2 separate regions of the Mus musculus genome follow, and region 1 is linked to region 2. A link is a contact called in public Micro-C data. All regions are on one chromosome and are shown on one strand. Each heading gives the region's core, a stretch centred on a gene start, on an enhancer-like site or on the middle of the called end of the contact. The rest is flanking DNA. Distances are from core to core; before and after follow the strand shown. Region 1 has its middle 99 kb from the start of Gm31408. Region 2 overlaps Gm31408 (a long non-coding RNA gene).

Region 1 (7,161 bases), core at 4,250-6,749, 90 kb before region 2:
GACTATTGTCAAGACCAGCCTTCTGGCAAATACTGTTTCTGGTATCTCAGTCAATATATATTGAATTTAGTAGGCCAGCTGACTGCTCCAGTGACAATAAATTCAGCCCAATTTAATCTATCTTCCTAGATCCCATAGCCTCAGACTTTATTCCTGTCCATTCTTCTTAGAAGAAAACATGCAAAACCAACCCAGCAGAGAGAAGCTGGGGTACAGTCTATTCTATGTTCTCCATCCCTTTCCCTTCCTGCTTCATGGGCTTTACTTTTGTTGTTGTTATTGTCTTGTTGTTGTTAGTTTTGTTTGTTTTTCAAACAACTCACTGAGACCAGTTAATGCTTCCAATTATATGCATGATATAAGGCTATCTACTGAACCCACATCCTTGAGTAAAACCAGCCCTCTCCCTCCCAGCTACTATCAATTGCTGATAGCTCATCGGCTGGGGTGGGCACTTCGTGAGCCCCTCCCCAGTCCATGCTGGGGTTTGGTGGCTTGATGTTGTGCAGGTCTCGTGTATGCAGTCACCGCAGCTTGAGTTCATAGGCACAACAGCCCTGTTGTGCCATGATCTACTAACTCTTTCTTAGTCTTCCCACCTCCTCTTCTGAGTTGATCCCTGCACCTGGGAGGATATAGTGTAACATAGATGTCCCATTTAGGGACATCTTCATGCTCCACAATCTCTTGTTCTCTGCATTTGTTGACCATTTATAGGTCTCTGCATTAATTACAATGTACTATAAAAAGAAGCCACTCCAGACAGAGTGGCTAAGATCCGAAACAACAAATGAGGGCGTGGATGTAGAGAAAGGAAAACACTCAGGTTCACTGCAAACTGGTGCAGGCCCTGTGGAAATCAATGGGCTGGTTCCTTAAAAACACAGAGATGTAATCCAGATATACCTCTCCAGGGCATGGACCAAGCAACTCTATATCTTATTACAGAAATATTTGCTCAGCCCTGTTCACTGCTGCCCTGTTCATAATAACCAGGAAATAGAAGCAGCCTAGATGTCCATCACGTGATGAATGCTAATGAAATATACATATACACAACAGACTTTTTAAAAAATGTTTGTATTTACTTATAATAACTTGATAGGACTTTGTTACATAAGCAATTCAAAATTACAAAATTCGTAGTTGTATATGATTTGAAATAATTTGTTATATGTGTAAGTCTGCAACCCGTTAACTTGGAGCAATATGAATTGCCAGTTTTCCAAAACCATTAGTGTCGAATGCTAGTTATATCTTTGCTCATGACTTTGCTTCATTCTTCAGGCTGCCAATGGCTCTCTCTAAATTTGTTACTGCACATCATTCATGGTGACCTCAAGTACAAGTTTACCCATGGTATCCTAGGTATGGGTTTTCCTATCATGTTAAATTTACCACTCAGAATTCAATAGCTTAAAAGTAAGATAGCATTTCTTTCCATCATGCACTGAACTTCTTAGACCTTCCTAACTGCAGTCTGAACTGGTGCCTCCCTGCAGTGTTAGGTGCATCCCTGCCCTTCATACAGTATCAGCAGAAAGAGAAAGGGGAAAAAGTCTACAGGAAGAGATGATGTCCCATTTGTCATTGGCAATCTCACCCTCAGTGAGCCTGGTTTAAGACTGACCCGATGCAACAGGAGGATACCCTAGATGAGTCCCTGAGAGGATCCAGTATTGACAATGTAGCAGAAACCAGAGGCTCCCAACTAGGGTAATGGCTCATTGCAGTGAACACTTGCAAGTACCGAAGTGTGGACAAAGGAGTATCCTATGGAACACACTGTGACACACTACAGATTCCAGTGAGGATTTTTTTCTTTTGCAAGGGGAGAGAATGGATACTAAGGGGTGGGGAGATGAGTGGAATTAGGGTGCATGATGTGAAACCCACAAAGAATAAAAGGTCGAGTGAGTGAATGAATAAATAAATAAAAGACTGGCCTGTTGAGCACATGACACCTCCATGCAGACACCTTTTTACCTCCGTATGGTCACAGCGAGCTCAGCTTAACTTCCAGTTCTTCACTGTACCAGCTCCATGGTGCACACGTCATCCTGGATGCATTCAGCTGCAGTGCTGTGGCTTTGGCAGATTTTGTTCCTTTGCGTTGCCTCAAGACTTCCTGGTTTAGTCTTCTGTTTTTGAATCTTCATAGCAATACATTTTATCTAGAATTTCTAGGAATTTTCACTGGTAGACCTGCCTTGCTGTTTCAGTCTGCCCACTGCCAGGAAGCAGAAGGAAGAACTTGTTCATTGTATGTTTCAGGTAAAAAAACAAACAAACAAACAAACAAAAAACAAAAACAAAAAACGAACTGCATTCATGCCTATTTATCTCTCCAATGTGCCTGTTAGGATCAATCAGTTCCTGTCTGTAAGAAACAGGAAGTGGAGTTGGAGAGATGGTCATTGTTAAAAGTTTAACTCAAGGGCTGGAGAGATGCTTCAGAGGTTAAAAGCATTGTCTGCTCAGAATCCAGAGGTCCTGAGTTCAATTCCAAGCAACCACATGGTGGCTTGCAACCTTTTATAATGTGATCTGATGCCCTCTTCTGGCAGGCGGGTGTACATGAAGATAGAGCACTCAGAAATAAAATAAACAAACCTTACCCCCCCCCCCAAAAAAAAAGTGTAATTCAGTTTGTCAGAGACCAGGAAAGTGCAGGAAAGCGATCGTTTAAACTTGACCAAGACATCGGGACCAGTGAGTTGGGAAATGGGGTGTACTAGTGCTCACAGGAGGGATGGCCAACATTTACAGAGAAGCGCACATGTTTTTCTAAGCTCATCTTAAAATACAATTGAATTGTTCTAATGAGACAAGAACTAGCTTAATAATGAACACAGAGACACGGCTTACTCAAGGGAATTTAAAGACTTCAAGATAAAAGTAAAGGCAGGGATTCTGAGCTGCAGAGATGAATAAAACTGAAATCTAGAGAAACTGCAAACAGAAGAGACAGCTATGAGCTAGTCAGTCTTTGCTTAGGGCTATTACCATGGTGTGAAAGGTATTCTGTGTCCCTGTCTGCCGGTAATAAGTCATTCTTGCAAGTGAAGCAAATATCAGTAATTCTGTATAGAGTATACATTATACAAATCCCAAGAGTGCTTGCCAAGAAAGAATGAGTTTTGGAAGCAAACTGAACCCCCAAATGGGCAATGTTGTCACACATTCACTTGCAATGTGTGCCAACGACCTTGTTAGAAGATCTGAACATTATGTTCTTGAGTATTGCCCAATATTTGTTGGCATTTTCTAGTATCTAAATCTAATTAGGCACTGGGCTCATTTGCAAATAATATGATGGAAGAATACAACATTCTAGAAAAAAAAACAACAGAAAATTATCTAAAATGTGAATTAATCAAAGTAACATCTACTTCCCTAGCCAGATGAGCAAGAAGGCAAACAGACAAAATCATTTCATTGATAAAAAAGGAAATGAGCTAATTGAAAAGAATACATTCCCTAAAATCCAACTCAAAGATGATTTTGAACACACCTTCGCCCAACCAATTCAACTAATACCAAGACATGAAAGAGACTTTTCTATAACTAAATTGGTTGATCCCTCCCAAAAATCAAATCTCTTCAACAATGGCATTCATGCATATATAATATTAAATTTTTATTTATTACTTATTCACTTTACATCTCAATTTCTTTATAAATTTTATTTTGAATGCTCTTCTCATATTAAATACTTGTAATATTTTCTTTTTAATGAAAGTCTTGAGGCAAAGTCTCACAATGTTGCCCAAACTTTGTTCAACTTGCAGTCTCATACAATGCTTTTGCCTCAGCCTCCTGAGTATCTGGAACTACAGACAACACAAGGTGCACACTGCAGCTTATTTCCCCATTTGAAAATTAGTTTTATTTGCCATCTTCTGTGAGGTAGTGTTTCATTCTAATGCTCTCTTTTTATAAAATTAGATTTCAGGTAAAGACCATTACATCGTTGTCAGAATATATATAGAGAGAAAAATATATAGTTGAAATGTATAGTTTTACCACAGTATTTTGATTTAATTTAAATAGTAATGGCTAAGCATTTGCTATTATATCTCTCTTGTTCTGTGGGGAAACCCCAATTTTCAGTAGAGCCCTCTTGAAAAATAATTATTTGCTGTTTATGACTATGACCAACAATTATGATTGAGATGCATGTAAATAAAACGCTATGGAAATATTGAGTTTGGGAGTCTAGAGTCTTGCTTTTTCCATCATGAGAGTCATCGGTATCTGTCAGGAGTTTGGAAGCACTACTGTGGTCTGTGACACCATCTGCTGTGAAAGAATGTCAAAGAAAGAAGAGCTTAGAGAGGCTTTTGGAAGACGGTATTATCAGGATGGAGCGGCTGATTAGATGTAAATACTAGGAAAGAAAGAAGAATCTAGAATGCTTCTTGCATGTGGAGCTGTGGGGTTGGTTGAGAAAGGTTGTAGAGGGGATGACACACTGCGCAGCCTCACTGAGTGGAGCTGCTGAGAACACAGGAAGCACTAGGAACCCAAGGAGCAAGCTGAGCAAGCTCCTCACGTGTCCGGAGCTGGCAGAGGGCTTTGCTCTGGGAAAGGAGGGCTAAGGCAAACCAGCAAACATGAGAGTTACAACCATGGGCATGTCTGCCATTCCAACTATTTGAGACTTGTTTAATCTCCAATATAACAGAAGAAGTAAGTTGGAAGGAATACAGAATGGTTGTTTTACAGCTTTCTCAGCCTTACCCATTACCTTAGTCATTTGGCAAACAATATGTGACAGCTGGTTGTGGCTTTTGGCCTTAGAGGTACCAGAGTGACACATTTATATTCTGGAAAATGGAAAGGAGAAATGCCATTTTTAAAGGTTTTTACTTTATTATTATTATTATTATTATTATTATTATTATTATTAATGGGTATGGCTGTTCTGGCTCCATGTATGTCTGTACACCACATGTGTGCCTGGTGCCTGCAGACACCAGAAGAGGGCATCGGATTCCCTGGAACTGGGGTAACAAATGGTTGTGGATTGCCATGTGGGTGTCAGTAACTGCACCCCGGGGATCTCTGACAGAGCGTTAGTACCCTTAGCCACTGGGCCAGCTCGCCAGCTCGATCATTTGGTTTTTAAAATTTAAACCAATATTTCAGTGAGAAGTCAGTACTAGTTATTTTTCTTTTCCTCTGTTTTCTTCCATCACAACTTACATAAATGCAGAGGGAGTGTCTGTGGAAATAAGTTTAATCATCCAGGGAAATAACACGGCACGGAAAAGACATCGGTCAACAAACTGCTTTGTCAGTACAAAGCAGAGAACCTCTGCGGTACAGGGACCTCATTTAGTTTATGTTTTAAGTGTTGGACGTCAGAGGCCATATTCTGATGTATTCATCATAGCGTCAAGGCCAAAAACTGCAGAATCAGATGCATGGACGTTTGCCTCTTGATCCTCCTCCTTCGCAGCTCTGTGACCTTGGGTGAGCCGTGTAATCCATCTAAGCTTCGGTTTCCGCAAGCAAAAGATGAGTCACCTTCGACTTCTCCCATCGCCTGACCTCCTCCAGCAACACACTAGGCTGGCTGGCTTTCTTTCTTTCTTTCTTTCTTTCTTTCTCTCTTTCTCTCTTTCTCTCTTTCTCTCTTTCTTTCTTCTTTTTTTAAGTTCTTAAGTCTTCTGCATCGAAGTACATGGGAGTGTGGCCATTGCTTATGCAGACTACTCTGAGAGCCTCCCCACAATTATCACCTTGAAATCTGTTCTTTGACCTTATTCAGCCAAGCAGCTTGAAATCTCAACCAGATTACATTTCTCTGCTGTTTAAATGGCTACAGGATCTTCTGCAAAGCCATCAGAGTTCACTGTGACTACTGCCCCATAGAGGAGATGAATCTCTGGGCCTTCTCTGGCTCTGGGTCTCCTTCCGGGGTGAGGACATCTTCCTTCTCTTCTGCTCCATGCACTCTGACTGCCTCTTTCCAGCTTTTATCTCTGAGCTTTCTCAAGAAGCTGCCTCATCCCTGGGTTTCTGTTACCAAATTCTGGGTAAGGTATTCTTTGTAGGTGCTCATATAAGAGTGTACCTCCATGATTCCGATGTACCTCACTCCTGGTTAAATCTGTCTGCTTCCTCGTCGTTTCTCTAACTGGACGTTTAGGCACCTTAGGAGCAGTCACCAAGTCCACTCTGTTCATGTCTGCATCCTTCATGTTAACATAGTACTGAGGAGACAGTAAGTGCTCACAAAATGTGCTCATGGACAAACTTCCATGTACAGGAATCAAGCTTGTGCTAGCCTGGGCTCCCACACTTGGTGTCTCAAGCAGACTTTGCTTTCAGCTTAACGTACCAAGTACGTGATCATATGTAAGTAAATTCGAATTTATACCACAGAGTGCTAGAATATAAATCCTATATATTTTCTAACTATAGTCCCTAGATAAAGCAATATCTTATGCCAAATTATGCAATAACATCATGGTACTTGTTTATGTAAACACAATAAATATTAACTATAAACTCATCTATGTAATAACTATACCTGCCCAGAACATATATGTGTATTAGATAGCTTTGCCTATTTAATATCTTACTTACATAAGCATAGATAGTTACGCACTTAATTGTTTTATAGTTAAATAATTGATATATTTTTAAAGGAGGTGAGTTATTTATTGACCATGGCCAGGGAACATAGATTCATTATCCCACACTCCATGTTCCAGCATAATAACAGTTTCATAAAACCCTTAATAGTGTCTGAACAAAGAAAATCATAAATCATTACTCTTTTCAAATCCATTGGTGAAAACATCAGGTAGGCAGATTACAACAGAATGGAGAAATCTCAGCTCTAGGCCACGGACGCTATCTGATGGCATTCGTCGCCTTCTGGTTGGTGGAGGCTCATGATCTGTTTATACATTCCAGAGGATTTACCCAATAGCCACAGAGATATTGGGTCACATACAGATGTGAGTAATAGATGGTTATTAAAGGGTCAAGATAATTTGCAATTAGGTCCTGGACCTGCAACATTCCAACCTCCCCACACTCAAAGTCCTAATGGCCTGTGGCCAAGCAGGTATGGCTTCTCTCCGGAGGGCTTCAGCCACAGTTCTTCCTGTTGGATGAACATCACATTTTGTCTACAGGGGGGAA
Region 2 (7,059 bases), core at 1,390-3,889:
TCGCTTCAATGCGTGTGGTGGAAGAGCAATTGAGGGTGATTCCCAATATCAGTTTCTGGCCTCCATGTACACTCATGCACACATATATACATGTGTGTGTGTTTTTACACACAAGCACACACACACACCATGAAAATTAACAAAGGGAAATTTCTTCATAATTCCATGGCTTTTCCAGGAGTTGTGGTCATGACAGAGTGAGCGCTAACTCTGCTTCTCTCAGCTTCCCAGCATAGCACCCTGTGCACAGAATGCCTTCCTGACAAGAAGAAAAACAACTGGCTCGACTTCCTAAAGCATCTTACAACATTACTGTTTAGTGGACACGAATTGGCAAGGGTGCAGGACCGAATGAAAATAGCTCACACGCCAGCCACTGGTGCCGCCACTATAGACAGAGGTCCATGATCCAGCTATCACCATCCATCATTCATGAGCACACACCCAAAGAGCCCTATACCCCACTACAGAGACGCCTGCTCATCATTGCTGTTCTAGTCACAATAGCTGGGAAACAGTCTAGATGTCCATCAACAATCAATAACTGAGTGATGAAAATGTAGTATATTTGTATGAAGGACTATTATTATTCAATCATTAAGAAAAGCAAAATTATGAGATATGAAGATAAATGGAGCTGGAAACAATCTTTCTCGGGAAGATAACCCAAACCCAGAACGACAAACACTACGTGTTTTCTCTCAAATGTGGATGTTAGTTTTCTATATTCATATATGGGTGTTTCGTTTAGAATACCCATAGTGATCAGGACTCAGTAAGGGCCCATGGGGGGGAATCTGGAAAGGAAGTGATTCCCCACCCTTGTAGTCTGTCACAGAACTGTACCTTATGGTGTCCCAGAACACGAGCATTAGGAAGAACAGAGACTTGTGTGGTCTCTGCTCACAGAGTGACCACAATTTCTTCAATGGAAAGTAAACATGACCTGGTGATTTGGGGTGGGAAGCCTGGCTCTCCATTCTTGAGAAGACTGAAGCTTTGAAGGAAAGAATTAACATAGTTCTCTGTAGAGAACTCGAGGAACCACCACAAGGAGCTCGTTTTCTTGCCAAAAGTCTAGACAATGTCTTAAGACTCACTGAAAAACCAGAATTAGCAGATAAATTAGACGTGGTTTGGGCAGTGCGAGGTGGTTCTGTTTACAAGGGAGTGATGAATCAGCCCGGTCACCTCAGATTGTGGCAAGATCATACAGGAATCTGAAAGTAACACCCCCACCCCCCAGAAATTTATTTTGGGAGATATAAACCTCTCCCACGATACCCAGGTGACCTCTTTGAGGTCTAAAAGGAAAAGGGCCTTGAGTATAAATTTGAAGTCTATAAAAAGAACTAATGAAAGAAGTCCTGGGCTTCAAGTTGTTCTGTTTCCCTTCATGTGAGTAACGTTTTTTGTATGTTTTTTGTTTTTTTACTTTTTACAAGACATGGGACTTGTGTTGGCTTTAGATCTGCGAGTAAGTATTTCTTTAAGGAATGGATAGTTGGACACGTTTGTTTAATGGCACTGGAGATGGAACCTGGGGCCCCGGTGCATGCTGGGAAAATACTGTACTGGTGAGCCACCCATCCCAGCGTACTTCTGCATAATTCTAAATAATATCCTTTCGTTTCCCGTTGATCTAACTAGGTTATATTAAATATGCTTTAATAAATAAATAACCCTTTGACTCATTTGGAGTTGCTACTTTTTCTCTGTCGGGGAGGGATTCCTGTTTCCTCTTCCTCCGCCATCACACGTCGCCCTCCTAAATAATGTCCCTTTCATCCTACCCTGAACTTGGCCTGGCCCTGCTTAGACATCACAACAGCTGCCAGCAGCACAGACTTCAGGAAAGGCAGCAGCCTCTGCCTCCCAGACCTACCAGAATCCACCCCCAACCCCCGTGAATCTGAGCTGTCTGAGATGAAATGAGTTTGGGGTAATTACAAGGAACCAGTGAATGCGATCCAGCGGTGGGGACCCCCAAAGGTAGTTGCCTTGTCCGCTTAAAATTCTTGAAAGCACCGAGAAGAGTCGCTTGGAAAGGGAGAGAAATGGCCTTTAAAAGGTGATGTCAGGGCTTCACCATGTGTTCTTGGCTGGTCAGACTCAGGGTTAGGATTTGGAGGCGCTGTGGGAGTATCCGTTCACTACTCTCTCCTAATCCTCTCAAATCGCCCGGCTCTACAGCTGTTGGTGCACCAGATAAACTATTTGTTCAATTATTCTTGGCCGGGATGGGGCGGCTGACCTCAAAGGCTATGAGCTTCATAATTCCGGCTACTTCAATCAGCCAGGCCCTCCCCGGGCTGCCCACGGGAGACAGGGCCTGTTTGAAGCCAGGGCACTGGGTTCGTCTTCTTTCCACCCTTTTCATCTCCACGCAGACGGCGGGGCGCGGGCACCTCCCGGTGGACGCCGGCAAGGAACAGCATCAGCCGCGGGCCCCGTGCCAATGCACAGAATCAAGGCGATAAAATAATTACAAATGAAAGGGAGATTAGTGAGCACTGTGGAGACAAATGCTTCCAAAATGGTTCTAGAAATCTCCTCGGCGTGTTCTCAAAGGAGACTTCGCTGCAGCTGCCATCTCCATGGTGATCAGGCAGCAGATGCTGGGCCAGGATCACTCTGGACACTTGTCAGAGCCACCCAACACCAGCCCGGGAGGGAGACGTAGGCCAGTCACCTTGGCATCGCAGAAATGCACTGGCCGTAAGCACGAATTTATTTTCCCATTTTTAGTGCCCCTCCCTCTCTCTTGGCCTCTGCAGAGTCCCCCTAATAAGTGGGTGACAGCTGCCGAGAGACTGGTCCTGTCTGGCAGTTGTTCTAAGAAATACTCCAGGGGAGTTGAAGCCTAGTGTGGCTAAAACGTCCTTTGCAGCCAAGATGTCCTCTTGCCAGTCTGTTAATTTTTCCTCAAAACTTTATTTTGATGTCTTGTGAGACTGAGTCGGTATCGAGCAACGCTTTGGGATGAACTCTTCTTTCTGGCCCGCTGTCTCCATTACCTTCCTCAGATCTCCTCTGATAAAGGAAATCTAAGCCACAAGCCATTGGCAGTTGTCAAATCGTGAGTCACCACAAGCTACCAAGCCACACGCTGTAGCATGAACTCTAAAACAGGTAAGAAGGCCTCTCTACCTAATGGGACAGAAAGCCTAAAATGAGGCCGTGCATGGTCTATAGGATATATTTTCCGGAGCTGGCAGCCAGGTACCTCAGCAGTAGCACAAGCTAGGGATGGGAACATATTTAGAATTAGCAAGTCTAACTATGCAACACGCGGCCCAGATTGAAATAGTTAATTTGTTGGAAAGAGGAATGCTGAGAAGCCCCAACACAAAATTCCAAAATATCAAATGCTCTATAATCCAAACCCCAAACATTACCATGATGCCCCATGTGGAAAACCCTATACCCGACCTCGTGTTCTTATCAGGAAAGTCCAGGATCCACATGCAAAGAATGCTTAAAATTGTGTGAACTCTGCTGACACAGCGATATTACAGAAATACAGAGGAGCAGATACTGAAAATGAACAGAAAATCTGCATTCTACCATACTGCACTCAAGCAGCTCAGAGTCTAGCTGAGGGGTGTTGAAAGAACACGACCAGGGGTACTGCAGAGACTTCAACAAAAAATAAATTAATTAATTAATTAAAAGAGGCAGGAACACCAAGTGTCCGGGTGGTTTCCACTGAGATTGAACGTGCCTGAGTGCACTTTTGCAAAGAAAGCTTCAAAGTTCTCCTGCAAGTTTCAAATGAATCTGAATCAAAACTGAAAGAGCAACAGGCTTAAAGTGAGAAAAGGACACGGAGAGCCGGAAGACATGCACAGGCTGGCTGACTGACCACGTCCAAACACAGCTCCGAGCATGCTGGCTCCCCGGGGAGCCTGAGGGCTGCCAAGGTCTGAGGCTTTGTCTCTGGGTTAGCGACTTTCTCCAACTTCCTTTAAAAGTAGCCAACTTTCAGATAGAATTATACACAGAATCCCTATAGCCAAATCTCAATCAAAATGAACATGGTCTGAGTAGAGCAGGTTGGTTCAATGTTATCTTTCCTTAAGAACAGCAGCTTCAACATCCTACAGTGGGTTGGAAGTCTCCTGTCGGCCGAGCTTAAATTCTCTGCCTAGGCATTTGTGAGCCTGTGGTGGCAGTGGGTTTCCTCAATTTTATATCCTCCCCGGTAAGATCATGAGTGAGACACGCCTACCTGCCCACCCCTGCTTCAGGTGCTGTTGGGTAGCTGTTTCCTCCGGGAAGGGCTTGACCGTGGCCTTCCTGAATCCGAGCAGCTTGGATGACCTGCGTAAGTCTCTCAGGATCAGAGTCAGGGCTCCAAAGCCTTCACAAAATCCCCACATATTCCTTCCTTCTCCTAGGTTACAAAGAGGCAGACAATCACTATGGTTGAACTCTCCAGTAGTGTAGCTTCCCAGACATCACCCAGGAGGACTCCTTAGTTGTATAGCTAGCTACCCATATGTCACACAGGAGACTCTTCAGTGGTGGATACCCATACATTGCTCACAGCACTTCTTGTGGTATGGAGGCTTTGAGACACTCATCCTCTTTAAAGTTATTCCAATAACTCATTGGTTTACTAAGCTGTGCTTTCTTTAGTCTGTTCTTTCTTTAGTCTGTCAGTACTCTCCTATCTAGGGCAAATAGATATTTCTTTATACCCCCCTAGGAAAGTCATGGGACAGATATCATCCTTGGCTCCTGTCTCTCCATCAGTTTCTCACTGAAATCACGCACTTGCTTGGCCCTTTCAAAGCCCGCTAACTCGGAACTGCAAAGTACAAGGTCCTATCCCAGGAAACTTCTCTAAGCCATCAAGTATGAGCCCACAGAGCCTCTGCCCTGGTTCCATACTGTACCAGTGAGGCCAAAACCTATAAAAGGCATCTAAATTCACTCCACTTTGCTTGAGCCCACTTCAAAGCTAAAGGCAGAGCCAAGAGAAGAAAATTCCAGGGCTGTGTGTTTATGGCAGTGGGGTGCATACCCTGGAGCAGTTTCTCCCAAGATTGAAACACTCAGTCTAAAGGGAAGTTCTTCAAGACAAAAGGTTAACATCTCAAAACAGCTTCAGGAAGTCCCTGAAACTGACCAGATTCACTACCCCAACCAGATATGTAAACAGTAGAGATTATTGAGAGTCACTCTCGGCCAATCCCAGACCCATCTGGAGAAGCAGAGACCAGCCCAACTTTCGAGAAGAAACCAAGATCAGAGTGTCTTCCTGGAAGAGGCTCGGCCAGCTGAGGCACCTGGAAAGAGCCCTCTCCAACCTGTTGAGCTGCCTGTAAAGTCCTCAGTGTGCTCCAGGGTCCCAGCTGTGTGAGTTGTCACCCATGCTGGGGTGGGCCTTGGCGATGCAGCTGTCTGAATCATTTCTGCTCCTTGTAAGTAAGCCCTCGCCCATACTTTTCTACGTGACCCCAATAAAACTCATTGGTTGACCAAGCTGGACTTCAGTACCTCGGTCTGTCACGAGCTCCCTATTTAGGTAAGTAAATGTATGTGTTGGGTATCCCCAGGGGAAGTCCCATACAACAATATACAACAGTGGTGTGTCTTCTGAAGTACCAATCCTCTCTCTCTGAGGTCTGGAGACAAGTGTCTATTTGCTATCAGGCTGGCATATGTATAGTGCCTTGTACTTCATAGACTTCTGAGGAGAGGCAAGACCAGCTCCGGGGAATGGAGTTTAACCTCACTCAAGTCCTCTGCAGCTATGGGACAGAAGAGGCATTGCAGACTTGGGGAAGGGGAAGCCATCCTACATTTGCTCTGGCAAGAGTTACTCAGTAGAATGAGACAGCCCCTGACCCTTGGCCTCTTTGCTTGCAGTTAAAAGGGTAGTGATGGCCTAAGCTCACACAGGATCTACCTATGAGACACACCCTGGAGCTCAGTGGTAGAAGCTGTGCTTGCCATATTGACACAGAAGTAAAAGCGGGCCAGGGTGGAAAAGTCGTAAATCTGTCCTCCACATCCCGCCTCCTTTTGGTGGCACATCAAGTTCTGACTTTTTCTCGGTACCTTCCTTCTCTAGCTGGCCGCTGCCCGCCATGCTCTAAGGTGCTGACGTAGCATCCCATGCTGCCCCAGTCTACCTTCTTCTTTAGCTTAAGCATTTGGCCTCTGGCTCCACATCTTATCACAAATCCTTGAGAACAGAGACCATACCTCATCTTGGTCAGTATCTCCCTGGGTATCACTGTGACAGCAGTAGATCTCCATGCTCTTAAGATAAATAGAAACTGTATCAAAGGCTGGGAGAGGAGAAGCAGAGGTGACCAGCAACTCCCTGATGGCTGAGCTCTTGCCTAAAACTGCCAAGTGCTGTTGGAAGCACCCGAGCCACTTATCTCATTTCACAACCATCTCTTGAGGTGACCTGTGTTACAAAAGAGGTGATTTAACTGCGGGCATAAAGTGAACTTCTTAATGTCATGCCTCAGCCAAAAGTCAAGGCCAGGATTTGAACCCAGTAAACTTCCAGCCCATGCTCTGCCATGTGTCCGACTGCTGCAGAGGGAAAGCTGTCCCTTGTGAGTAAAAAGTAATGGGGACAAAAAATCTCAGGGGAAGAACACGGACACTTACTTTCAAAAAGAAAGACACTCTACCCAAGTCTGTTCTCATGGCCCAGCCACCATGAGGACAGTCTGCCTGCCACTGAGCTCAGCTCTGTGTCCCCCACCCCACCCACCCCCGTTACTGACAAGTTAGTACAAGTTTTCCTCTGCCACTGCATGAATTGGAAAAAGGTGTGAGACAGATAGGAAGTGTGCATGTGCCCATGGAGTATATCCCCAGACCAGAAAGCCTGAGCTTTCGAATTGCTTGTTGGGGTGGACCTCCAGGCAAGCTGTGAACCCACTTGACAAGAGAACTCTCTGTGACCTAGGCAAGCTAAGCACCCCACGTTAAGTATCCCGCTGTCTGTGTCCCTTCTCACTGAAAGCTTGTTTTGACATTTTTTGCAGCGCTAACTTAAAAGAAGATATTTGAGGTACCAGAATCTCA

What was found. Hi-C and Micro-C count contacts between places; a contact is called where the count stands out from the background.
Region 1: a contact with region 2 is called in a Micro-C map of muscle stem cells, with 5 times the contacts expected there. The contact joins two enhancer-like sites. A contact is called at or near these places in 13 of 484 Hi-C or Micro-C datasets (the HL-1 cell line, cortical neurons, embryonic stem cells and 2 more) and 1 of 9 other capture datasets (embryonic stem cells).

What each region holds. Positions count from the first base shown.
Region 1 is chr9:31,655,204-31,662,364 of GRCm38.p6, reverse strand. No RefSeq gene overlaps it. Among named protein-coding and RNA genes, the nearest start is that of Gm31408, 99 kb to the right of the region's middle. Within about 2 kb of position 5,499, at least 15 of the 459 cell types and tissues checked have an H3K27ac peak or open chromatin away from gene starts, as enhancers often do. A contact at or near this core is called in muscle stem cells, where this site is marked.
Region 2 is chr9:31,562,026-31,569,084 of GRCm38.p6, reverse strand. Gm31408 (a long non-coding RNA gene) reads right to left here. Exons shown (of 4, transcript XR_379214.3): 2 at 4,232-4,396. It also overlaps the pseudogene Gm18226. Among named protein-coding and RNA genes, the nearest start is that of Gm31408, 5.9 kb to the right of the region's middle. Within about 2 kb of position 2,639, at least 11 of the 459 cell types and tissues checked have an H3K27ac peak or open chromatin away from gene starts, as enhancers often do. A contact at or near this core is called in muscle stem cells, where this site is marked.